Linked DNA regions of Sus scrofa: all the other regions are linked to region 5. Evidence: chromatin contacts called from public Hi-C, HiChIP or PLAC-seq and promoter capture Hi-C data. All regions are on one chromosome and are shown on one strand. Each heading gives the region's core, a stretch centred on a gene start, on an enhancer-like site or on the middle of the called end of the contact. The rest is flanking DNA. Distances are from core to core; before and after follow the strand shown. Region 1 holds the start of LOC100152714 (carbonic anhydrase 13). Region 2 holds the start of LOC100154873 (carbonic anhydrase 2). Region 3 holds the start of LOC100153915 (carbonic anhydrase 1). Region 4 holds the start of CA3 (carbonic anhydrase 3). Region 5 holds the start of WWP1 (NEDD4-like E3 ubiquitin-protein ligase WWP1).

Region 1 (5,335 bases), core at 369-2,868, 960 kb before region 5:
TGAAAGATTTACTTTTTGGTCCTTTTCAGAAAGATTGTTAACTCCTGGCTTAAGCCATATGCATTTAAGTCTATATTGCATAGTGGTAGGAAATGAACCATCCCAGTATTAAAATCCTCCAAAGGGAGTTCCCACTGTTGCACAATGGGATCTGAGGCTTCTTGAGATCAGATCTGAACCAAGCCTGGGGATGAAGGTTCTATCCCCAATCCAGCATAGAGAGTTAAGGATTTGGTGTTGTGGCAGCTGCAGCTTAGGTGGCAACTGCGACTTGGATCTGATCCCTGGCCTGGGAACTCCATATGCCTCTGGGAGGCCAAAAAATAAAATAAAATAAAATAAAATCCTCCAATGGTTCTTCCAAACCACAAGAAGCAATATGCTTTGTCCTGGCTCTAGCATAAATCTGTCAAAGGTATCCCCTGCTCCTTCTCTATATCCACCTGGCCTAGTGCACTAATTATTCTTTGAAAACACTTTGCATGTTCTCCCTTTCTTTCTTTTGCTCACATCCTCTCTATTGACTGAAATGTATACTCTCCTTCAATGGTCAGCCTCAGGAAACTATTTAACAGAGACAGCAACCCCAATAGTGCTTTTGAACCCCCACAGCATTCTAATTAAAAAAAAAAAAGTGAACTGAGTAGAAAACACATGATCATTAAAGAAGCATAAAATACACATAATAAATCATCCCCAAATTAAATAATCCAAAATCCTTCCGATAAGTATCCAAGATCCAACCACTCACCTAGTATTCTTTAATACTACTAGCCAAGTGTGGTCAGAACTGATAATACTACATGTGAAATATACACAAACACAAGAAACATAATGGAAGGTGCTGTTACCAGCAGAATACAAGTAGGATCACAAGAGGGAAAGATCTAGTAGAGTTGGTGACTGGAGGAAATTTCCTGGAGAAGGTGATAGCCTATTTGGTGAGATTTGAGATTTTCTCTGACAACCACTTAGAAAATGATGACATGAGAAAAACCCCCTGTGGCTCAGCCACAACCCACCCGACTACTATCCATGAGGACACGAGTTCAATCCCTGGCCCTGCTCCGTGGGTTAAGGATCCAGTCTTGCCTTGAGCTGTGGCGTAGGTTGCAGGTGTAGCTCGGATCCCCTATTGCTGTGGTGTAGGCCAGCAGTTGCAGCTTCAGTTTCAGCGCCTAGCCTGGGAACTTCCATATGCTGCAGGTGAAGCGCTAAGACAAAAAAAAAAAAAACAGAGAAAACAACCAGACAACCAAAAACTAGTACCCTGCCATGGGCCGAAGGCCCAGCAGGCACGGGGATTCAGGTCTGGGCCTGCAGGCCTGGCCCAGAAGGGCTGCCTGAGCCATCCAGCGGCAGAACCAAGCGACCAAATCACAGCAGCCAAGCCAATCCTGTCCTAACACCCGGAAACCTCCTGCCAGCCCGCTGGAAAATTTCTTTATTAAACTCTCACCAGACTTCCGAAAGCCTCGTGCGGCTGCTCAAGCTCCAAGTGACGCCAACTGCCTGCGCCCGCATCCTGGAAGTTCCGGGGGAGGGAGCCAGTCAAAAGTCCTCATAGCGGTCGTAGTTCCGCCCACCGGGCAACGCCCCGCCCACAGAGCGGAATCCGGGGCCCTGAGATCATCCTTACGCGGAGATAAGCCCCACCCACCGACCTAGCCCCACCCACCGACCGGAGTACAACTCTCCAAGCTCAGCCCATACCCGGAGCGAAGCCCCGCCACCTGGTAAGCTTGGAGCGAAACCCCGCAGTAGGCGTGGTTCCGCCCACCAGCTGGTTCCCACCCCCCTTACGTAGTCCCGCCCACAGAGCCAACCCTGCCGCGGAGCATTCTCTCTTGAATGTCCCAAAGCCTCGCGGGTAGAGCGAGTTCCACCCGCCATGGGAAGTCCTGACCCATTAACATCACTTGCCTTGTGCTGAGCTGAGGACCTCTACTCGGCTGGAACCAAGCGTCGAATTCTCCGAGTGGGTAAATAGAAACCACCCAGGGTGTCTGAGTCTTCCGACCCACGGAGACTATAAGACCATAACCCTGGTAGTCTGTCCTCAGCGGTTTACTGCTAGCTGGTTCTGCCCACCCTCCCAGGAGGTGGCGCTGCGCACCTCTGGGTGGCGCCCAGGGCTTGATTGGGATCTAGAGCTACAATCTCCAAACGGAGAGTCTGTAAAGAGCAAAAAGTTGAAATACTTTTCTCACTGAAGTTTTCTTGCTTTAAAAAGATATGTGTGTATATATATATATATATTTGGTCTTTTAAGGCCGCACCCGCGGCATATGGAAGTTCCCATGCTAGGGGTCAAATCAGAGCTACAGCTCCAGCCTTAGGTGCATCTGCGATCTACTCTGCAGCTTGTGGCAACTGCGGGATCCTTAACCCAATGATCAAGGCCAGGGATGGAACCCCCATCCTCCTGGAGACTATGTCAGGTTCTTAGCCCCCTGAGCCACAACTGGAACTCCTGACATTTTTATATCACTTTTGTAACGTGCTTGAGTTTTGCTCATAGTATCAAAATAAGGCCAGAATACCACTCTCCTTTTGCAAGTGAGAATACTAAGGCTCAGCGTCTAAGCCATTTTCGGGTATCCACACAGCTAGTAACTGACAAAGCCAAACCAAAATCCATGTGGTCTAGCCCTCGGTTAAGTCCTCTTCCCGCCAAGTCAGTCGCCTGCTTGTAGACCGATGAGCCACTTTTACAGTAAATCATTTTATTTATATCAATCACAAAAAGTTAGGGAATACATTAAGGAATGAGGAATAATTACTTGTCAATGTATTTTTATTAAAATTTTGTATTTTTTCCTAAAGACTGATTTTTAAAAACACCTTAAAGTTCTGGTATAAAATGCCCCTAATGCATGGGGGCAGGACCAAAACAACACCAAAGCGACCGAAAAGCATTAGATTCTTTCACAAGGCTAGAGTTATCCACAAATACTGAAGCAAATAAAGCATGTATTATGATTCCGTGAATGTGAAGTTGTTGATATATATGCAGAAGACAAATAGTTGCAATGGAATGACATTATAGTGTCTATGAAAACTTATGGACCTAGCTTTAATCTTGAATAGTTGAGATAGAAATACACACTAGGAAATAACATGGTTGTACAGGCAAGAGCAGTGACATTATATGAGATATGAGTGAGGAGGCATGAATTTTTTTTTTTACTTCTGTCAACAACCAACAGTGTGTTGTGGAAATGTTACTTCATTTCTCTGGGCCTCCCTTTCCCATGTAGATGGCCATTCAGAGAACATTCATTATCTGCTCAGCATTCCTTTCTGGGGAACCACTCTTCTCCCATTAAATGGTCCTGGTTGAGCTAATAAAATTAGTCCTTTTCTGAAGGTTTTCCAACCTGAGCTAATGGAGAATACAGAGTGTTGGTTTTAGGGGAAAAAATCTGAAAAGGCCTTGTAGAAATAAAGCATGGCATAAGCAAGCTGTAAACCCAGAAATGGACTTGCTGTCCTTGTAGGAGTGGAGGTAGACCTGTATGAATAGAGAAGTCTGGGTGTGAAGATACTGTTGAAAATGAGGCTGGTAAGATGAGCTAATGAAGGGCCTTGATAACCAGGCAAGGTTTATTTTATTTTGATTTTTTTAATTTTTAATTTAATTTAATTTAATTTAATTTTTTTATTTTCCCACTGTACAGCAAGGGGGTCAGGTTATCCTTACATGTATACATTACAATTACATTTTTCCCCCCACCCTTTCTTCTGTTGCAACATGAGTATCTAGACAAAGTTCTCAATGCTATTCAGCAGGATCTCCTTGTAAATCTATTCTAAGTTGTGTCTGATAAGCCCAAGCTCCTGATCCCTCCCACTCCCTCCCCCTCCCATCAGGCAGCCACAAGTCTCTTCTCCAAGTCCATGATTTTCTTTTCTGAGGAGATGTTCATCTGTGCTGGATATTAGATTCCAGTTATAAGTGATATCATATGGTATTTGTCTTTGTCTTTCTGGCTCATTTCACTCAGGATGAGATTCTCTAGTTCCATCCATGTTGCTGCAAATGTCATTATGTCATTCCTTTTTATGGCTGAGTAGTATTCCATTGTGTATATATACCACATCTTCCGAATCCAATCCTCTGTCGATGGACATTTGGGTTGTTTCTATGTCCTGGCTATTGTGAATAGTGCTGCAATGAACATGCGGGTGCACGTGTCTCTTTTAGGTAGAGTTTTGTCCGGATAGATGCCCAAGAGTGGGATTGCAGGGTCATATGGAAGTTCTATGTATAGATTTCTAAGGTATCTCCAAACTGTCCTCCATAGTGGCTGTACCAGTTTACATTCCCACCAACAGTGCAGGAGGGTTCCCTTTTCTCCACAGCCCCTCCAGCACTTGTTATTTGTGGATTTTTATTAATGATGGCCATTCTGACTGGTGTGAGGTGGTATCTCATGGTAGTTTTGATTTGCATTTCTCTTATAATCAGCGATGTTGAGCATTTTTTCATGTGTTTGTTGGCCATCTGTATATCTTCTTTGGAGAACAGTCTATTCAGGTCTTTTGCCCATTTTTCCATTGATTGATTGGTTTTTTTTGCTGTTGGGTTGTATAAGTTGTTTATATATTCTAGAGATTAAGCCCTTGTCGGTTGCATCATTTGAAACTGTTTTCTCCCATTGTGTAAGTTGTCTTTTTGTTTTCTTTTGGGTTTCCTTTGCTGTGCAAAAGCTTTTCAGTTTGATGAGGTCCCATGGGTTTATTTTTGCTCTAATTTCTATTGCTTTGGGAGACTGACCTGAGAAAATATTCATGATGTTGATGTCAGAGAGCGTTTTGCCTATGTTTTCTTCTAGGAGTTTGATGGTGTCCTGTCGTATATTTAAGTCTTTCAGCCATTTGGAGTTTATTTTTGTGCATGGTGTGAGGGTGTGTTCTAGTTTCATTGCTTTGCATGTTGCTGTCCAGGTTTTCCAGCAATGCTTGCTGAATAGACTTTCTTTTTCCCATTTTATGTTCTTGCCTCCCTTGTCAAAGATTAATTGACCATAGGTGTCAGGGTTTATTTCCGGATTCTCTATTCTGTTCCATTGGTCTGTCTGTCTGTTTTGATACCAGTACCACACTGTTTTGATGACTGTGGCTTTGTAGTATTTCTTGAAGTCTGGGAGAGTTATGCCTCCTGCTTGGTTTTTGTTTCTCAGGATTGCTTTGGCGATTCTGGGTCTTTTGTGGTTCCATATAAATGTTTGGATTGTTTGTTCTAGTTCTGTGGAAAATGTCATGGGTAATCTGATAGGGATTGCATTGAATCTGTAGATTACTTTGGGTAGTATGGCCATTTTTACAATAT
Region 2 (5,097 bases), core at 566-3,065, 700 kb before region 5:
TCCTCACAGATACTAGTCAGGTTTGTTACTGCTGAGCCACGACAGGAACTATCGAGGCCCTCTTCTTTTGAATTAAGTAAATATTTGAAAATTATGCAAAGAATCAAAATTATTGTATAGGAGTTCCCGTCATGGCTCAGTGGTTAATGAATCCGACTAGGAACCATGAGGTTGCGGGTTCGGTCCCTGGCCTTCCTCAGGGGTTTAAGGATCCGGCGTTGCCGTGAGCTGTGATGTAGGTTGCAGACGTGGCTCGAATCCCGCGTTGCTGTGGCTCTGGCGTAGGCCGGCGTCTACAGCTCCGATTTGACCCCTAGCCTGGGAACCTCCATATGCTGCGGAGAGCGGCCCAAGAAAAATGGCAAAAAGACCAAAAAAAAAAAAAAATTATTGTATAGCCTCCATGAGAGACTATGCAGCTACAAATACAAAATTCTCTGTAACTACGAACTACATTTTGTGATGGTCCTAGAAACCAAAAATAGCTCATTGCCTAAGAATTCACTGGTGACATCCACCCAAAAAACCCCACAAAGAGGTACACACTTTCCTGGAGTCTTAGGACAAGACCAAATGTATCTAAATCTGAATCATTTCTGTTTGTATGGAATTGACTGAAATAAAAAAGTAAATAATGATTTTAAAATCAACATTGGAATAATTTACACTAATATTATAATTTATCCTTTTATTTATCTATATGAGTGATGTCAGGGCTGTTAGACTTGTGTGAAACTGTGTCCTGCTGCCCCAAGTTTAACTTTAATACTATGCTCTTAGTGATCTCAGAGATTCACAGGACAGAAAACCCTTCTCCCCTTTTTGTGACAAAGTCCCTTGAGGGAAATGAATTCTGTTCACACCTCAAAATAATCCTGACTTAGGGCATTGGGTACAGGAGAAACGGTGCCTCACATACCCACGAAAAGGAAATGAATAAGGGCAAAATGCCTAGGGCCTAGGAAAGCCACAATGCTGCCTTGACTCAAAAATGTCCACTCTTCAGTTTCTTTGAATTAGTTCTTAGGTATGCCAGATGCCCACTTTCCTTTGTCAGCCAGGGAAAGTTCTTATCTTTTTGCAAGACAGTCTTTCTTTTACCCAATTCCTGTGAAAAAAAAGTGATTTTTAGAAGTTTTGATTGCTTTAAATCAATACGTACTCCACTAGGAAGTCTCTCCTCTAAAGTGTATTTTGAAAGAGAAGAAAGAAGGTAGAATGAACAAACATTTGGTGAACATTTCAAGAGACCTTGACAGCTTTCAAGGAAATGCATTCTTCGGACTTGAATCGAAGACACCCTCTCCCTCCTTCTTGGTTTATTCCGCAGCCTTCCAGCAGGGGGCGCGTAGTTCTCAGCGTGATGCTTCTCCCTCCCTAGCGCCTCAAGGACCGTATCCCTATTTGCCCCAAGGTCATAGCTCCTAAGCAAGCCCGGGACGCCCGCGAGCAAGCCCTTGGAGCTAGAGACCTCGGCGTGGGTGGGGCCGATGGGGCGGGGCTGGAGTGCTCCTAGGCCAGGGATGCAATCACAAAGGGGACAGGGGATCAGAGATACCGGACGCGGGTCCTCAGCAGTCAGCGCCGCCGCCAGCCTCAGCGCTCCGGAGGGGGATGGGGTGCGTGTAGACGCTCCGCAGCCCAGTCCGACTCAGGAACCCCGGAGCCGCCGCCGCCACGCGCGCGGGGAGCACGGAGCCTCGTGGAGGCCCAGGGACCCGGGGCCGGGACCCGAGGTCGGGCCGCAGGCCGAGGGGAGACGAGTGGCGGGAGAGGAGCTCCTGAACCTGGCCCAGCGCCCGCCGAGAGGGCGTTCTCCCCGCCCCCGGAGCCTCGCCCTCCTGGCCCGCCCCGAGCGCGGGGAGATCACCTCCGCCCGTCACCTCCTCCCCCAGTCGCCCAGGTCCACCCAGGGCCCCTTCCCCCCGGCCGCCCCCGAGCACGAAGTTGGCGGGAGCCTATAAATACCAGCGACGGCGCGACCCGCGGACATACGGTGCAGGCGCTCCAGCAGCCGCCGCTAGACCGGCGCCAACTCCTGCCCTGCCCCTACCAGCGGCACGACCATGTCCCATCACTGGGGATACGACAAGCACAACGGTGAGTGCGGGCTGCGGGCGGGGCGGCGTCTGCGCCTGGGGCTCCGGGCCCCTCTGGGGCCCAGCAGCGCACGCACCTGCTATTTCCCGCTGCCGCCTGGAGCACCCGAGGCTCAGGTGCGCCCCCGACGCCTTGCCCGCGCGCCCGCGGCTCCCCGGCGCGGGATGCCCCCAGCTCAGAGCCGGAGTCCACTGTCGAGGAATCCCTGCGTCCAGCGGTGGCGCGCGGTGCCGGGGGAAGGGGGCGCGCAGAAGCAGCAGTGGGACCCAAGGACAGCCCTTCCCGGGTCACGAGCCGGAGACCATCCTATTCCGACCCAGGAGGAAACTAGGGCGAATTGTAACGATACATTTTAGTTATTGATCGCAGAGAAATTAGGGGACCCTATTTTCCCCCTACCTTACCCTACCCCCAGTTCATCTTCAGCACCACTTGTGGCTGAGACTCTCAGCACGAAGTGTCCCGGGGCATTTTCTTGGGGTGGTTTGAATCCACTGCGCTGATTTCTGAGTTTTTCCTTCGTCTCTCCGCTTCTAATGTTAGGAAGTCACCAGGAACCCGGCTTTATCGGCGTCACAGATCTGGGTTCTCCTGAACCAGCAGACCAAAGAGAAAAATGTGTCTAAACCACCTTGAGCCTCTTTGGGGGTTTGGGGCTTTCTAGATCGTGGGAATCCTAACCATTAAAGCAGGGTTGCCCTGCCTGAACAGTGATTCTGACCTTACTGATCTAGTAAAAGGACAAGAGAGAGGAATCCCCATCTGCTGGAATGTCTTAAGTGAGCTTGCATCGTCCAAATCCTAATCACAAGCCTAATGTCAGTCACTCAATGGCAGTAAAAGGAACATAAAATAGCTAATATTTATATGGTGCTCACTACTTGTTCTAAAAGCTTTTACGTATATTGATTCTGATTCTCACATCAACCTTTAATACAAATGAGGAAACTAAGGCACAGATTGTGTTTCACTAAAGTTATTCAGCTGTTAATTATGCCGCCAAAATTAGAGCCAGACAGATTGGCTCCAGAGCCATTGCTCTTTTCTAGGGGTCTGGGTTTGTCCTTCCCCACAGTGGGGGGTTCACACAGTCTCTTTTCAATCTCAGGACCTGAGCACTGGCATAAGGACTTCCCCATCGCCAAGGGAGATCGCCAGTCCCCTGTTGACATCAACACCAGCACAGCTGTTCACGACCCTGCCCTGAAGCCTCTGTCCCTTTGCTATGAGCAAGCGACTTCTCAGAGAATTGTCAACAACGGCCACTCTTTCAACGTGGAGTTTGATAGCTCCCAGGACAAAGGCGGTCAGTGTTTAAAAAATAACTTGTGCATTTCAGCCAGTGGCTGTTTTCGCAGCTTAACAGAAGCAGCAGCAAGACCCTCCTCTTAATACTACACTCTGATAATCTTCATTACGTTCAGTCTCTGAGAAGTAGGCTAATTATTTGCAAGTGGCAGGGGCCACTTCTCCCTGTAAAATTCCTGGTTTCTATGTAGGGCATTGAATAACTGTGATGTGCTTGGGAAAAGTCACAGAAGGCAAGGTCCCCTGGCATAGAGATCAGAAACAATGGGATTTGCAAAACCTGAACTTTTAAGACTTTCTAAAGTACTTGTTTCCCAAAATTGATGCTTATACTATAAAAAGCACATCCTAGGGTGATCTTCAAGGTAGCAGTGAGAAGAGTGATAAAAACCTGACAATTAAAATGCTAAAATTCTTGGAAACATTGTATTTATGACTATTTTCTTGGGCTAGAGTGATAGAAGTGGCAGTATATCTTAGTATCTACCTGGAAATTTATTTCATAAGTTTCAGAGTTTGTGGACATACTCAACCTATATGACAAAACCAGTTACCACAATTTATTTGTAATAGAGCTGTTTACAGAATGTCCATTGAATGCTGCTGCTGCTGCTTCTTCTTCTTCTTTTTTTTTTTCTTACTTAGAAATAGGAGAACAATCTCCTTCAGACATAGTAGCAGCCTTCTTTGCCCACTGGTTGATTTCATTGCCAATGTCCTATTTTCCTGAGTGGTTTCCTCTGAAGGATATTGAATGAATGGTACTACAAACACATTTTGTGTGGTGGTGGTGTGGAAGCAGGGGAAGCACTGGGACAAAATGAGAAAAGATGGAGACAACATTCAGTAATGCTGTCAAAATGTTGAAGTAGTGACCTATAGTACTCATATAAATGTATTATAATCATTATAATCAAGTTGACTCTTCTTTTTCAATAGTTATCTGATATATTCAGTACAGTTTTAAAAAATTTCTTCTTCCTTCCTCCTTTCCTGGGAATGATAGTAACTTAACCTCTCTTAATTTTTTGTTTTCTTAGTGTAAAATTGGAATAGCAGTAGCATCTGTTAACAGAAGAAGGATTAAATGAAACAAGGCATATAAAACCAGTTGCCTGACACGTAACAGTTCCTCAGTAAATGACCATTGCTGTTATCAGGTCTGCACACAATATAACTGCCTTTTATTAGGCCATTCCTGGTAGCTATTGCACCTCTGATAAGATTTTTGAAGAAAGTTTTTAATTAGCTTTAAGATTACTTCCCATCACTTGATGATATTTTAAAATCTTACTTTTATATTTCCCCAAATATCCCATTTATTATATTAAACTATGTGCTGATTTCTATATGACATTATTACACAGTAATATGTTTTACCATGAATATGTCTGATGGAATTCTACATGAGCAGTAACTGATTAGAGCCAGCCACTTTTTTCTAACTACTTCTCCTGGTGCATAACGCATACATTACTAAAGCAACTGGCCGTGTTTATTTTTATTTATTTATGTATTTATTTATTTACTTATTTATTTTTTATGGCTGTACCTGTGGAAGTTCCCAGCCAGGTGTTAAATCCAAGCCACAGCCACAATCTATGCCTGGCTCAGCTACAGCAATGCCAAATCCTTTATTTAACCCACTTTGGTGGGCTGGGGATCAAATCCAAGCCTCCACAGCCACCT
Region 3 (5,079 bases), core at 784-3,283, 830 kb before region 5:
GATGGCATTCTTATGCATGGTGCACCCTAAGGTAGCACATGTGTGATACATGATTCTCAACACTGTGAGCAATACATTGACCTTTTCCTGCCTTCAAGAAAACATATTGGAAAATGAATGAATTATTTGATTACAGGGATTTCCTTGAATCTGCTTTAATTTGCAAGTTCATTCACTCATTCTTTCAACAACGACTGTAATGGGCAGTATGCCTCAAGAGCTTTAGTAATTTATTTTTAGTGACAAATTATTCGTTACTATATTTTGCAACAGATCAAGACATAAGACGGTATCTTGACAGCTTTGTTGAGAATTCCTAGCCAGGAGCCAAAAGAAAGTTCTAGTAGGGCCATATGATCATTTTTAAAATTCTAACACTGATTGACCATGTAGCTTTAGAGAGTCTATCCAATTATATGATTAATAAAACACACAAAATACCAGATCTAATTCAATATTAACAATGGACATAGATCCAAACTGTCTAAAGTTTAGGTCCAGAACCTTGTAAGAAAATGCTAAAATAAATTCTGCTTTTGGTCAGTAGCATTATTTTATGGACTTGTCATTTAATAAAATATTCAGTAACATTTCAGGAAAATCTTCCTATGTAGCAGAAAATGTGCAGGATTCTGGGTATGAAGATAATTTGGTCACTGTGACCTAGTAGGGAGAGGGGAAGATAAACAAGTATACTTACGCATAAAATTGTTCCATGCACAATGCATGCAAGAAAATTTTCTTATTGGTACCCAAGCACTTGACAGTTACAGAGCCATTTTCTGGCCACAAAAATAAATATATTTTTCACCTTTTTTTTTTCCCTACTGTGCTCCTCCACCCTCATCTCAATTAGAAAATATTTGCCTTTTCAGTTTTTATATGCAAGATATTTCATAGATTTTCAAAAGATACTGTTTATTCAGAGAGTGTGAAATGAACATAAAGATATCAGAAACCAGAATAGATGGGATAGTGTCACTGAGAAGAGGATGGAAAAAAAACAGAGCTGGGAGTCCCCCAAATCATCTTTACTCCTTGGAAATTTTCTAGAAGTTCAAAATGCATGGCCAGATTACAGCAATGCTACACATGTGTACATAAGACTGAGGATAGGCATTTGTGTTTCTTAAAGCCCTATTGTTTTAGTTTCTCCAGGAAAGTTAAAGAAAAAAATCATAAAGGTCTTTTGGCTCACCTGATCGGTTATCATTGTCCTCAAAGTTGACATGGAAGGAATGTCCCACGTTGATGATTTCTTTGGCTGTGGCTGGATTGTAGGAGACGCTGATAGGTTTGAGAGAGGTGTCATGTTTGGTTTCACTGGTTTTAATGTCTATAGGAGACTGGTTGTTTCCATTTGCAATGGGGTACACCTTGCTCCAATGTTCAGGACCTACCAGGACAAACAGACCTATGATCAAAACTTGATCAAATGCTTGATTCCAAGTTTTAGGAGTATAACTTTGTTTATTAGACTAGGATTTATTTAGGTATCTTAAAGGATAATCTGTTTAACTTAATGGAAATTCAATGTTTGCAAATTCAATGTTTGTTTTCTGTGATATGCTATAAAATAATGCTTTTGTCCACACCAGTAACATACTCATAGTCTATGGGGTCAGATGACTATATAAGCTATATATTATAGATTTATAATATGTACTTCTGCAGAGAGAGACTGAAAGGGAGATAGAGAATATATTTTGTATCCAAAGGACAACTGGTAGGAATACATTCAAAGTTACTATAATTCAAAGTCAGACAGTTCAAACCATTAATCTATGACTATATAGTTATTTTAAGTGCTCAACACCTCTTTTACTAGAAAAGAGAATAAGCTATTATTTGATCTACATGAACAGAAGAACTCTTACCATATTCACCATCATAACCCCAGGCAGGACTTGTCATGATCTTCTATGTAGTTTTCTTTGTTCTGAAAACAAAGATAATACTTGAAATAACTAACTGCAACTGAACAGGCAGTTGACAATGGAAACCACCACTTGGGGTTTTTATAGAAATATCCCTTCACTTAATAGGCCACTATTTCATCATCTCTACCTATCAGGAAGTATATACAGTAAAAAACAGGCGTTACTAAAAAAGCCCACAAGGTAAGGTCAGCTTCAATTGTTTTATTTCTTGTATTGTGAAAGAGAAATATCAAAATCTTAGGTTTCATAAAACCAAGCCCTGTTTTTTTCATGTTAGTAAAAGATATGGCTGAGTATTACCATATATGATTTTTGGGATTTCTTAGTTTAATTGCCTTTGTGCACTTGAGATTTACAACTTTACTCTTGATGAATACTTAAGTAATACTAGCAATAATTTAATATTAAACAGTAATTAATAAAGAGAATAATTTGCATGTTTACAAACTGATTGGAACTGGTCATGTTACTTAAAATCAGATTACAGAATAAACAATCTTTTGTAATATATATTATTCACAATGGTACATCTCAAAAAATGCACAGATGAGAATAAATTCCTTTATTTAAACAAATTTTTTATAGGGCATTCCCGTCGCTGCTCAGTGGAAACAAATCTGACTAGTATCCAATGAGGATGCAGGTTCGATCCCTGACCTCACTCAGTGGGTTAAGGATATGGCATTGCTGTGAGCTGTCATGTAGCTACCAGATACAGTTTGGATCCTGCGTTGCTGTGGCTGTAGTGTAGGCCCACAGCTGTAGCTCTGATTTGACCCCTGGCCTGGGAACCTCCATATGCTGTGGGTGTGGCCCTAAAAAGACAAAAAAAAAATCTTTTTTTAGTGTTTTTCTTTTTTAATTTTTTTAATTGTACTTGATAGTCCTTCGTTTTAGAGCAATATTGGAATTCATAAGCGGAGGATTTATTAATATTTAAATTGAATATGACCCAATATTTACTTTACGCATCAAATATAGGTCTACTGAAACAGAAGACTTTCTTTTGTATATCTATACAACTTATAGAGAACTTTCAAATTATTTTATATTACCACCACCACACACGTAAGTCCTGTCTAGTGAGAATTATCATTTTGTAGTTGAGAGATTTCATCACAACTGGCAAGAGCCAAGAATCCCAGACTTGAGCCTCTAAGTCCTCTTGTTTTCTTCTGAATGCCACACTGGGTGAGCTATGAGGTAGATGATCTTCTAGTTCTTACTCTATGCCCATAATTCTTTTAAGTCCAATTAAACACTAGACTTCCCACCTGTCGGGTGCTGAGAAGATCCATAGGACTTTTCAAGGAGGTAGAAAAAAACCAACTCATGTGTGTCAGAGCTTGGCTAGGTCCACCTGTGCAAAGTTCTAAATATGTTCAGAGAAAAACAATCAGAAAAAATAAGCTTCCATGTAACACTTTTCAATACCCTGGGAGTCATACCTCCTTTCGCACTCTGGAATTGTCTGAGCTCCTGGGCTTTCTAAAGGAAGGGGATCTGGCACACTTTTTGGCAAGGCTGAATGGAGACACACTGTTTGTCCCTTTTGGCTAATGATAGCCAACAGGCTCAGATTCAGAATGGACTATGGCTCATGAACAGATTGGGAAGAGGCCCAAGCTTCCATTCCCTGATTTAAGAGGCTGAAGTAACTGTTACTTAAATGGGAACTTCTTTATTTTTTTATTTTTTATTTTTCTGATTATAAAAGTAATGTGCTTACTATACACAAAAACTATGGTATAATATCAGCAAGGAAATTTAAATTGTCTATAAGTCTATCAAATAGTGCAAATGCTGTACCATTTTGATTATTTTGATTTTCAATCTTTTCAAAAGGGAACTTATTTTAAATGTACTATTTATTGAGGGTCCAATATGTCTCAAATGCTATGCTAAAAAGTTCATGTGCACTAATTCATTTAATTCTCACAATAACCAAATTAGGCATTAAAATTTGTATTCTGCATAAGAAGAATCAAAAACTCCTCAGGGTTATAAAAGGCTTATAAGTGGCTACTCACATCTTATAAGAGTAGGGTTTAAAATTAGGTCTGTCTAACTCCAAAGTTTCTACTCTTTCTTAACCTACTGTCATCAAATGCCCATTAACCTCTACCTGATTCTGTTTTCTGGAGTGTTGGATTAGTTGATCTGGTCTGGTCTGGTTCAAGATGACCTGTAGTCAGACGTGACCCCCGGGGTTACTTCCTTCTAGACTTAAGAGTTTCAAGTTGGCCAGAAGCTCATGGAGTGAAGAAGCAGGGTACTCTTTGGGAATTGCCTCCTAATTGAAACTTTATTAAGAGTAAATTTAAATCGAATCACCATAATAATCAACCTATTTGAAAAAAATCTCGTTTCATGATTATGTGATAATTTATCACGTAAATATTTTAGCATTTTTATAGGATGGTAATTTATTTAGTTTTAGGCACAGAATTACCTTGGACCTTAACCATTGACCCTTTATTCCATTATATACCTAGGGTGTGTCTGTGTACAAGCAGAAAACTATATTGAGAAAGGATGTAAAATTTAATGAGCACCTCTGATTTAAGTCCTAACATTCCTCCCACTTACTTTTACCCCTCTTTTTCTGCTTACAAACTTTGCCTCTTTCAGCTTAATATCTCTACTAAATCCAAGATGTCTCATTTTTGGTCCACTTTGCTTTCACATGTAGCCTCCTCACAGCGTACTTTTCCAGACCTGTGATATTTGGACTGTTTTTGCACACCAAGGACTTCAGTCTACACCACCTCTGCTCTTCTAATCTCACAGTTTATTCCCTAAAACCGTCAAGTACATAAGCACTTATTGAAGAAAGATACCTCCCTGCAACCAGTTAGAGTGTTCCAAACAAATCCATATGAACTTGAAACTGAATCAGGAGCAACTAGGCTGATGGAAAAAAGCCACATTAAAAATATAATGCAAAAATACATACATAATTTTGATAGAGAATTGGTTCATTGCTAACACTTAGAAGTATCAAGTTATATGTCAGTTCTATGTCAATAAAACAGAAAAAATGAAAGAAAAAATTGTAGCACTTTAAGTAGAGATTTTTAAATAGTGAAAGAATGATGTGCAGAATGTTTACTTTTAATAATTATATTGGTTTATTATT
Region 4 (5,131 bases), core at 2,535-5,034, 730 kb before region 5:
CCACAGCTGTGGCATAGGTTGCAACTGCAGTTCAGATTCAAATCCTTAGCCTGGGAACTTCCATATGCCATGTGCACAGCCATAAAATTAAAATATATAAAGAGAGAGAGAGAGAACTACCATATGATCCAGCAATTCCATTCTTAGATATATATCAAAAGAAAATGAAAACATTACTTTGAATAGATGCACATACCCCAATATCCATAGCAGCATTCCTTAAAATAATGATGACTGGATAAAGATGTGGTATGCTACCCAACCATAAAGAACAAAATTCTGCTATTTGCAACAAAGTGGATGGACCTGGAGGGTATCACGCTTTGTGGAATAAGACAAATACTGTGTGTTATCACTTATATATAGATTCTAACAATTTTTAAACAATGAATGAATGTACCAAAAGAGAAGCAGACTCAAAGATATAGAGATCAAACTATCAGTTACCAGTGGTAAGAGGGAGAGGGTGAGAAGCAAGACAGGGATAGGACATAGAAGTATAAACCTCTAGGTATAAAATAAATAAGCTAAAAAGATATACTGTACAACAAATATAGGTGATATTTTATAGTGATTTTAAATGGAGTATTATCTGTAAAAATACTGAGTTGTACACCTGAAACAAAGTAATATTGTAAATCAAATATACTTCAATTTTAAAAAGAATAGAAATATAAGGTTGTACGTATGAAACATATAATGTTATCAATCAGTGCTTCCACAATAAAAAAATAAATTTAAAAAAGAGATAAATTAAGGGATAGTTTTTAAAATTTTTATTAGTCATATTTACATTTATGTATTTAATATTTACATTTCCAGCCCAATTTGTCCTATGAAAGCAAAAATGTGGTAGAAAATACATATCCCTCTAACATAAGATATTTAAGCACAATTATGTGATTATTTCAAATCTTAATTTATCCTTTGATCTCAGAGGTGAATAAATAAGCAATTTCTCACTTTTTATTTCTGATGCATTAGAAACACCAAATAGTATCAATTTGCAGAACCTCTGATCTAGTTACATTACCTAACATCTTGCAAAATAAAATGTCAAATCAAGTGCAAAAATATGTTTAAATTTTATCACCTTGGATCTTTCAAGTTTATAATTTTAACATACCACATAGCTGAAACTTCTGCATTCAAATACTCCCCCACAATAATTTTGTTTACTCAAATAATCTTCCTTGGTTACTCTGTTCTCCCTTCTCTCTCCCTCCCCCGCCTCCCATTCTTTCTCTATATAAACACACTCATTTGGGGGAATAAATCCTACAATTTGCCCAATACCTCACCTTTCCAAAAATAGTGCTGGGAGAAATACTGTGCTGGGGGAGAATTTGTAGCTGTTTTCTCTGGTATTATTTATCTCAGTGTATACCTAAAAGTTTTCTTTTTTTTTAAGCCTACTCTAGAAATCTCTGGACACAATTCAGCAATTTCTCATTCCTCTGTTGACAAGGAATTTTGAAATTTATGGGCAAACATGCTGGAATAGGTCAATTAAGAGATAGGTGATTAAGCTGTGGTTTCTGAAAAATATATCATGATCTAAAAATGATATAATTTGGGAGTTTCCTGGTGGCCTAGAGGTTAAGGATTTCACATTGTCACTACTGTGGTGCAGGTTTTGAACCCTGGCCTGGGAATTCTGGCATGCTGCAGGCATGGCCAAAAATAAATAAAATAAAATAAAATAAATTTGATATAAACTGTCTTGAATTTCCAATTTTGATTAACTCTCATAAGAAAGTACAATGGAAAAGCAAATCATCATTTATCAAGACTGCAAACCCAAAAGTATTAAATATTTCACTTTACAAATAAATTCTCCTTAGTGTTTACATGCAATTATATGCTACTTGGCAAATATTTACTTTATTATTGCATTGTTCAAGTCTTTTTAAAATTTTTGTTAATGACAACGCATGTTTTTAAAACTTTTTCTATGCATAAATAATCACAATATGATGAATTCCTGGACTGTTGGACTTGCTTGCTATAAAGACAATTAAAAATTATATTTGTATTACTACGTATCAAATGACACAAAATTTAGTTACCAACCTTCTAATCACATATACCAGAAAAAGACAGACTGAAACGATTTAATGAATTGGAGCAAGATCATAGTTTGCTAATACAAATAATTATGCACAATATAAGCTCCATTAACCACAAACTACAGAACCACACCATCACGGCAAAGCAAAAACTGGCCCAGATGTGCCAACTCAGTAGCCTTTCTAATCCAACACTGACATATTTGAGCTCAGAGTCTAAGGGCATTTGCATTGCTGTTTGCCTGGATTTTCCAAACCATCTTAGTTCTTGATTCCACACCGCTATTGTGTGGATCAAATAATCCCTAGTCACAAAAATACGCTAGGGAGTGACTCCCCTGGCGTCCAGGTTATGAGCGTGGTCAGTCATTCCACATGCTTTGAGGATGAGCTATCTTTACCATGATGAGAGATTTCCTTTTCAAGTTTTGTAATCTCCAAATACAGAATCTTAGCATCAAGAAAAGTCAAAGTAATTTTAAAAATGTATACTACAACCTTATTCAAAATATCATTGAAATTAGGCTGATCTCTTCTTGCTGCCTTTACTTTTTTTTTTAATTGAAGAAAAATTTTTGCAATATACTCTTAAAATGTAAATATCTTGCATTTCTCCTTCAATGTGAACTATAACCAGACATTTAAAAACGTGTTTTTACCACGTGCACACTGGATATGCCAGTTCAAGTCTACTTTTGCGTGGGTCACTGTATCATGAGACAACTTGGGAGTGCTAGATCAGAATACAAAGCAATTCTGGAAAGCTTTTCCTCTTTTTTTCCTTTCAATCTTTCATTATGTCTTGGAAAATGAAGTCATACGTTTTAAACGGTATGACTCACTTTAGGTGCCTGGCTTTCCAACACTCCAGAACATTATCGATTTTTCCTGAGGAGAGGTACAGCCCACAGAGTTGGTAAATCAGTTCCAAACTCCTGCTCTATGGTAACCTGGATCCAGACCTCTTCCATATTCCCATGACCCAGCCCTGGCGTCCTGCAGACCAAAGGGACCCGCTTAAATTGGGGAATGCCGCTTGGTGTGGTTCAAGGCACCCTGCATCTTCAAGTCTCTTAAAGATAAAGGAATTAAGAAAACCAGCCCTCCGGCCTCTTTTGTCCCATCCTTTGCTCCTAAGATTTTACAAGTTGCCTGCAAAGGAGTCAAACATGGGTCAGGCAAACAAACGTATTCTTTCCAGCCACGGTAACCGGATCGCTGGAGCGAAATAAACCCGCAGAAGCATCCAGAGACCGCAGCCAGACCGCCAGCCTGCACTAAAAGCAACTTCTAAGAGCTGCTGCAAGCGCCGCCTGAGTGCAGCTTTTAGTTGGACGCTAGACACGACTACCCCACCCTATTCCCCCTGCCCCCCCCCCCCAAAAAAAAAAACTGCGTGGAGGAGGGACTGAGGGAGGAGGAGGCGAAAGTCGCCTGCATTTCTGCACGTTGGCGCCGGTGGTTGGAAAGCTCTGCAGCTTTAGGACGCTGGAGGGAGGGATAGAAGAGCCAAGAGCGGCGCCTGCAGGGAAGGAGGGGGGGGGGCTCCGCCCAAGTGCCCCCACCCCGACAGCTGTGCAGCTCTTGGAATTCATTGGCTTCCCCCACCCCGCCTCCCAAATACCACCCCAATCCTGTTTAGCCCCCCGCCCCACCCTCGCTGACCTAATAAGGCCATGCAAGTGTGTGGGGGGAACCTATATAAAAGGTGTGGGTTCGCGGGGACAGTGCACGGCGTGGAAGAGAAAGCAGCAGCCGTCCAGTGCCCACGAAGACGACCATGGCCAAGGAGTGGGGCTACGCCGACCACAATGGTGAGCTTGAGATGGTGCTGTTCAAAAAGGGGGCAACTCTAGAGAGTGCATTGAAAAATGGGGGAGGCGGAGTCGAAGGAAACTAATGTTCACTGAGCACTTACAAAGTGCCAAACGCTGCTGACCCCTTTTACCTTTATCTCACTTAGTTCTCCCCAGTGTGAAGCTGTTATTACTCCCATTGGGGGAAACCAAAGCACAGAGAGGCTGGGTACCTTGTCCAGGTCACAGAGCTTCTGACTGAGAAGTCAGACCTCTGAGGTCCAGTTCTGACTGTCCCCTTCTCCCTGATCCTGGGCAAGCACTTAACCTCTCTGAGCCAGGTGATGATATAAGCAGCTCTGCCTGCAGCTCCTGCCTACCCATGGGAAAAGAACATGGGTGTGCTCTGAAATCCATTTGGGGTCGGTGTTATTTTATTCCAGCTCTAGGATAGAAGAGGACATTAGTAAAACATGTGATGAAGTCCATTTCAAAAATAAGCCTTTGAAGCTATCTTCTTGAGCAAGTAGAGGAAATAAACAGAGTTAAATACAGTCTCCAGGTACACTATTAACAAAGTTATGAAAAGGTCTTAAACTGTGAGCCTTGGGTTGCCTAATCTGAAATCCAGGATCTTTCCGCAATCATTGTCCAACCCCTGTGTATTTTACTGGTTTAGTCAATTAGAAAGAAGGCTTGGATTGCACCACCAAATAAGTAAATCCCCTCAATTTCATTTTCTAGGTCCTGACCACTGGCATGAACTTTACCCAATTGCCAAGGGAGACAACCAATCGCCCATTGAACTGCACACTAAGGACATCAAGCATGACCCTTCTCTGCTGCCCTGGACAGCATCTTATGACCCTGGCTCTGCCAAGACCATCCTGAACAATGGGAAGACCTGCAGGGTTGTATTTGATGATACTTATGACAGGTCAAGTAAGTATGACACTTAAATAGAGACACATGGACCATATTGGCAAAATGTGATTTATGGCACAACGACAGAATTAGTAGGAAGAGGGGGCTCTTCTCTGAAAATGGAAACGACATTTGAATATGCTGTAGTCCTGAAGAATTATGTTTATACATTGGAGGGGAATGTCTCACTTTCTAACCTTGGCCACTTTGCTCCTGCAAAATGGAGCAAAGGTAAAAGCTGGCAGTGCATAGTGAGGTGCTGGTAGTGGGTCCAAATGAGTTTTCTTGAGGCACTGATAGTCTAAACCTGAGAGGTTTTTTGCTTCTTAACCATGGCTCGGA
Region 5 (5,106 bases), core at 127-2,626:
GGATCTGGTGTTGGTCACAGATGTGGCTCAGATCTGATGTTACTGTGGCTCTGGTGTAGGCCTGCAGCTACACCTCTGACTGGACCCCTAGCCTGGGAACCTCCATATGCCAAAAAAGACCAAAAAAATAAATAAAAATGAAGTTATAAAAAAATTAAAGGAGCTGGACAATAAAAAATGTGAGGGAAAAGTTAGAGGAAACAGTACTCTTCAAAGTAGACAAGATTGAACACAATCGGGACACTCCGAAGAGTTCATCATAAGAGAAGAGACAGAGCATGTGAGCATGAAAGAAGCCTTGAAGATCATGTTAATCTTTGTCTTGAAAGCTCTGATGAGAGGAAGATAAGTCAAGAGAGATTTCTTAGTACACAACTCTTTCAGAGGCTTAGAGAGAGAACTAGAAAGAAGTTTTAAAATGAAGGGAAAGTTTAAGACAGAAAAGAGCTGAAGAGCTGTACCCAACAGGAGGGATGAAGTTAAAGATATGTCAAGGAGGGCCTCACAGGAGGGAGCAAGCAGTAGAGAGCATCTTTTGGAGGGGAGCAGGAACACCCAGTCTCTGAGATAGAGGGAAACTAGTCAGCTTGGTTGTGGATGTAGGTAATTTGGGTGGTTTGGGTGAGGCGGCTGGGCAAAGAATTGTAGAAATCCATGTTGGATGACCTTTATTATATCTCTGAAGTAGAAGACCAGGTCATCTGGTGAGTGATAGGGTCACTACTTATTTTGATTTGCAGGGTGGCCTTTCTTCTAAAAGCCACGCACAGAACCTGGAGCACTTCTCTTCACTCACTGTATATACGGGGATAAAAGACTTTTCTTCATGGGATTGTTGTATGTATGCACTGACACATGTACTTTTTCAGTATTATCACTATACTCTTGTGGGGTTGGGAGAGTGGACGTTTTGGTTACTAGTAAAAGTAGACTGGAAGCCTTCTGGTTGACCGTCTGCTAAATCGAATTGTTCACTCTTAATGACTTTCTAAGTCAAACACTCAGGTAGGTGAAGGAGTATTCATTAACAGTCTCCTTTCGCCGTAAAGCGTTCAAGAAAAGAACGCCAGTGCCCCGAGGACCTTACTGGAAGTCCTGCACAGTTTCGGCCCACGAACCGGAAAGTCAAGTCAGCAGTACACACCTGCGGTTTAGAGAAGCAACTGCCCCAATCTCGGCGGTGGCCCCTCCCCTTCCACAGGTTCAGGCCCTGCCCCTCTCTCCCATTGGCTGGCCCTCCCCCTCCCTCGACCACTCCGAAGACCCGGAGGAGCGGAGTTTTCCAAAGGCATCGTGGGGCGTCCTTGCTGCGCATGCTCGCGGGAAGCCGGATTCTGGGTCCGGAGTTAGAGGCTTTGGGCGGCCGCGGCAGAGCGCGCGGAGCCGGGGCGGCGGGGGAAGCGCGCGCTTAAAGCGTGGCGCCGGCGACGCGAGCACGCGGCGCGCTCCTGAGGAGGGAGGCGTGGGGTCGGCCGGGGGTGGTGCGTGGCCGGGGTGGGGGTGGGGGGAGGGTCGGGTGGCGGCGAGCGCGGCGAGCGGGTTCCAAGTGGCTGCAGGCGGCCTGGGCTGCCGGGGCCAACGCCTGGGTGGCTGCTGCCGCCGCCGCCGCCGCGCTTGCTGCGAGATGGCGATCTTGGGCGCGGAAGGGTGAGGGCGCCGCCGCTGCCGTGGCCGCTGGACCGCCGGGAGCCGACGGCTCCGCGCCGGGTAAGGACGCCGCGGTGCGGCGGGGGCCGGGGGGTGCAGGCGGGGCGGGGCAGGGGCCGGGGGGCGCGGGCCGGGAGCCCCCGCGGCTGTGCCGGCAGCCCCGCACCGGCCGCCCCGGGGCGGGACCCTCCGCGGGGCAGGCTGGGCCCGTCGCGCCGTCTGGGCTGCTGGCTCCAGCCCCGGGGGCCGAGACTTTTCTGGGGTGGGGTCGCCGGTCCTGCCCTGACTTGGTCCTGGCACAGGCCTGAGCTAATGATACTGGAGCGGAGAGAAGTGTTTCCGTGACTCGGCAGCCGCAGTTCTTAGGCTTCCTTCGCCCTCTACCTTCTCTTCCTTTCCCTAACAGCTCTCCAAAAACCTCCGAATATGTGGACTTAACTGCCGGTGCCCTGACTTTCACCGCAATTCCACCGTCCCAAACCAAGGACTCCCCGCCTTAGAACGTCTTTTTCTGATGTGTGTGTGTGTGTGTGTGTGTGTGTGTGTTTAAATCTCTCCGGGTTCTTCACTGACTCTGTAGCTCCCCCAGCACAACCCCCACCTCTACCTTTGTGACCTGGTAGGTCCCAGTGACCTTGCAGTTTTTACTAGTCCTTATCTTATCTGTGACTTGGACCTTTTTTCATCCTTTAAACTTTTTTTTAAAATAAATTTTGTAATTTGCCCCTTGCTTTTAAAACCTTTAAATGACCAGTCTTGTGCATAGCCCTTTCTTTGCTCCATCTGTTCGGAGTTGAGCTTCCTTTGCTCCCGTGATTATATGAAACCTTTATTACCAAAGAAGAGGAGTATCTGTCAATTTGACACTTTTACTCTTCCAGGATAAAGTATTTTCCAGGTTCTTGATGTGCCTTTCTTTTTCTGTTCGACGGGTTTTTATCTTTTTGTGTAGCAAATAAGCTTTAAAAGATGTGTTTCTGCTTTAAAATGCTATTGGTAATAAGCAGTGTAAAAGAACAACATCCAAAGTTATCTTCCCCCACTTTGGTGTTTTTGCCTGAAATACCTAGTGTGCAGTTGTATGCAGGTTTCTGGAAGAGTTCATGCTTAAGTATAAATCCACTTTGCGGGTCCCATTAGGTCTCTGTGTACTATGCAAGCAAAATGGACCTTTTAAAAAGAAAGGCGTTCTTTTATTTAGGTGACTTGTTTTTAGCCATAAGGTAGGTAATAGTTAATATTTTTTAAATTGAAAACTTACTGGCCAAGTGGTGGGAGCTCTTCAAATTGAGAAGTGTAAAGTATATGGGGGAGCAGTTCTGATGTAGTTTATTAACATTTTTAAATGCAAAACTCTTTATATGACCTACAACATAGGGCTTTGAAAAGCGGTAACTAAGGGTTATGTTTTTTGGAAGCTTGCCACGATAGAGGATGTTGCATATAAGGTCTCTGCCCTCAAGAGATAGTAATCTGCCTACCTTCCGAAGGCTGAAATTTCTTCTGCTTTCTTACACGGTTATTAAGCATCTACTGCATGACTGTGATGTATTGGGAATATAAAGATGAGGATGATGACAGTTTCTGCCTTCACAGACTCGTTAGGCAGGTAGGACTATACACAAATGCCTCATTTGTCTTTTAGTATATAGCTGTGTTTCATATGGAATTCAGCTTCAGAGAGGATAGACCTCACATCTCACTCAGCGGGGTGGGATTAGGGTTATCTCATAGCGCTTCTGGTTCCTAAAATCTTTGTTTTGAAGGGTGACTTTAGACTTGATTGGCTAGGAAAGGTAATCCAGGCAGAAAGGAGGGACTAAGAGAGCACAGACTTCATACATTTGAGGAGAGGCAAGTATTTTTTGTATGACGAGTTTGTATCAGTGTAACGGGTGATAAAGCTTGAAGCAAAAATTTGGACCAGTTTATGGATTTCTATTAATGCCAGACTTTTGACCTTGACTGTAGTAAGCAGTGGGGGTTTTACAGATGATTTTTGAGTTGGGAATGAGGACTGATCTGGCAGCAGTGTGTAGTATGATTTGAAGTAGAGAGAACCTGGAGGTAGAAAGACTTCTTGATTGCTGTGGTCATAGCTGTGGGGGGTCTGAACTGTGGCAGTAATAATAGGAATGGAAAGGAGGAGGATAGAGTATACAGAGTTTGATGATGAGAGAGAGAATGAAGGCGGTAAAAATAACTAAGATGCTGCATGACTGTGATGTATTGGGGGGAATATAAAGATGAGAATGATGACAGTTTCTGCCTTCACAGACTTGTTAGGTAGGTAGGGAGTATAGTCATTGGTTGGGAGTATAGTCTTTTTGAGCAACATCCAAGAAGCTTTATTTTCAGCATATGTGTGTTACTTTACAGTAGTACTTCTGAGCCTTTGGGGGAATAGTAATTCTGGGTGAAACTTGATGAAATCTGTGACTTGAAAAATTTCCGTATATGTTTGTGCTTCATGGCTATAATTTTAGGGGAGTCAGTGGACCACCTAAAGCTCATCTGTGGAACCCATGGGCCAGTGGGTTGGGATCAGTGCTCGGAATTACTAGGGGCCTTTTAAAACAATTGAATCTAGGTCGCAGACGCGGCTCGGATCCCGAGTTGCTGTGGCTCTGGCATAGGCCGGTGGCTACAGCTCCGATTCGACCCCTAGCCTGGGAACCTCCATATGCCGCGGGAGCGGCTCAAGAAATGGCAAAAAGACAAAAAATAAATAAATAAATAGAACAATTGAATCTTTAAATGCTTTCATTTACCAATAAGAAGCTCTGCTTGTAGAGACATATTGTGTGTACATCTACAGAAGCTATCTCCTTAGTCGTGTGTTGTGGTTTATAGCTTACAGAGATTTTTGACCAGCTTTTCTCATTTGCTATTGTATTACAGAACAGACTAGCTCAAGAGGTTAAATGATTTGTCCCAAGCATTTCAATTAGCAAGTGGATAAAGTGGAATCAGGAATTGATTGACAATGATGGTTTTCTTCGGTGTGTGAAGGTGCGCAACTGATTTATCAATTAGACGTAGCACTGCCTTTAAGTGACCTCATCTGTAAGGACGGATGATCCCGGGAGGTTCCTTCCAATTCTTAACATTTTGTGATTCTTGGGTTTTAGGTTTTTACTGAACTTTGTATGTTTCTTGTTTTCCATGTGCAGGAGAGCTGGTGAAGCTGAGGGTAAATTGGGCGCAAGGAGAGAAGATGGCAATATTAGAACTATCCAGTTCTCCCTTATTTCCTTTGTATCTCTTTTTGGGTTTGAGGGGTGGAGTTGGAGGAGAAGTGAAATAAACTTTTAAAAACTTTTCTCTATTCTGTCTTGTCTATTCAGGTATTCCCTGCTCAAAAATAGTCCATCTTCATTCAGGAACCCTTTATCAAGGAAAAATTAAAACTTTTGAGAATGATGAAATACAGGAACCTACCTAGTCAGTGAATTTTTT

What was found. Promoter capture Hi-C pulls out the DNA fragments that hold promoters and counts their contacts. A called contact is a pair of places that touch in the nucleus more often than the background predicts. HiChIP or PLAC-seq counts read pairs in DNA pulled down with a chosen protein or histone mark.
Region 1: a contact with region 5 is called in an H3K27ac HiChIP or PLAC-seq map of alveolar macrophages. The contact joins the promoter of LOC100152714 here to the promoter of WWP1 in region 5. A contact is called at or near these places in 1 of 5 promoter capture datasets (fetal liver), 2 of 47 Hi-C or Micro-C datasets (embryonic fibroblasts and heart right ventricle) and 2 of 2 datasets of contacts at active chromatin or transcription factors (alveolar macrophages and skeletal muscle).
Region 2: a contact with region 5 is called in a promoter capture Hi-C map of fetal liver, with 7 times the contacts expected there. The contact joins the promoter of LOC100154873 here to the promoter of WWP1 in region 5. A contact is called at or near these places in 2 of 5 promoter capture datasets (fetal liver and fetal skeletal muscle), 12 of 47 Hi-C or Micro-C datasets (alveolar macrophages, brain, embryonic fibroblasts and 8 more) and 2 of 2 datasets of contacts at active chromatin or transcription factors (alveolar macrophages and skeletal muscle).
Region 3: a Hi-C map of skeletal muscle shows a contact between it and region 5, with 3 times the contacts expected there. The contact joins the promoter of LOC100153915 here to the promoter of WWP1 in region 5. A contact is called at or near these places in 1 of 5 promoter capture datasets (liver), 1 of 47 Hi-C or Micro-C datasets (skeletal muscle) and 1 of 2 datasets of contacts at active chromatin or transcription factors (skeletal muscle).
Region 4: a contact with region 5 is called in a promoter capture Hi-C map of liver, with 5 times the contacts expected there. The contact joins the promoter of CA3 here to the promoter of WWP1 in region 5. A contact is called at or near these places in 2 of 5 promoter capture datasets (liver and skeletal muscle), 6 of 47 Hi-C or Micro-C datasets (brain, liver, omental adipose tissue and 1 more) and 1 of 2 datasets of contacts at active chromatin or transcription factors (skeletal muscle).

The regions. Positions count from the first base shown.
Region 1 is chr4:51,465,254-51,470,588 of Sscrofa11.1, reverse strand. It overlaps LOC100152714 (carbonic anhydrase 13), which reads left to right and starts at 1,618. Exons shown (of 6, transcript XM_013996643.2): 1 at 1,618-1,736. It overlaps C4H8orf59, which reads right to left and starts at 1,435. Exons shown (of 4, transcript XM_005662997.3): 1 at 1,093-1,435. The coding sequence starts at 1,197.
Region 2 is chr4:51,208,154-51,213,250 of Sscrofa11.1, reverse strand. LOC100154873 (carbonic anhydrase 2) reads left to right here and starts at 1,815. Exons shown (of 7, transcript XM_001927805.2): 1 at 1,815-2,100; 2 at 3,209-3,406. The coding sequence starts at 2,067. MIR9858 (microRNA 9858) reads right to left here and starts at 1,668; the gene lies at 1,591-1,668.
Region 3 is chr4:51,340,502-51,345,580 of Sscrofa11.1, reverse strand. LOC100153915 (carbonic anhydrase 1) reads right to left here and starts at 2,033. Exons shown (of 7, transcript XM_001924183.4): 1 at 1,878-2,033; 2 at 1,199-1,396. The coding sequence starts at 1,914.
Region 4 is chr4:51,236,514-51,241,644 of Sscrofa11.1, reverse strand. It overlaps CA3 (carbonic anhydrase 3), which reads left to right and starts at 3,784. Exons shown (of 7, transcript NM_001008688.1): 1 at 3,784-3,883; 2 at 4,610-4,807. The coding sequence starts at 3,850.
Region 5 is chr4:50,505,500-50,510,605 of Sscrofa11.1, reverse strand. It overlaps WWP1 (NEDD4-like E3 ubiquitin-protein ligase WWP1), which reads left to right and starts at 1,376. Exons shown (of 26, transcript XM_013996633.2): 1 at 1,376-1,707.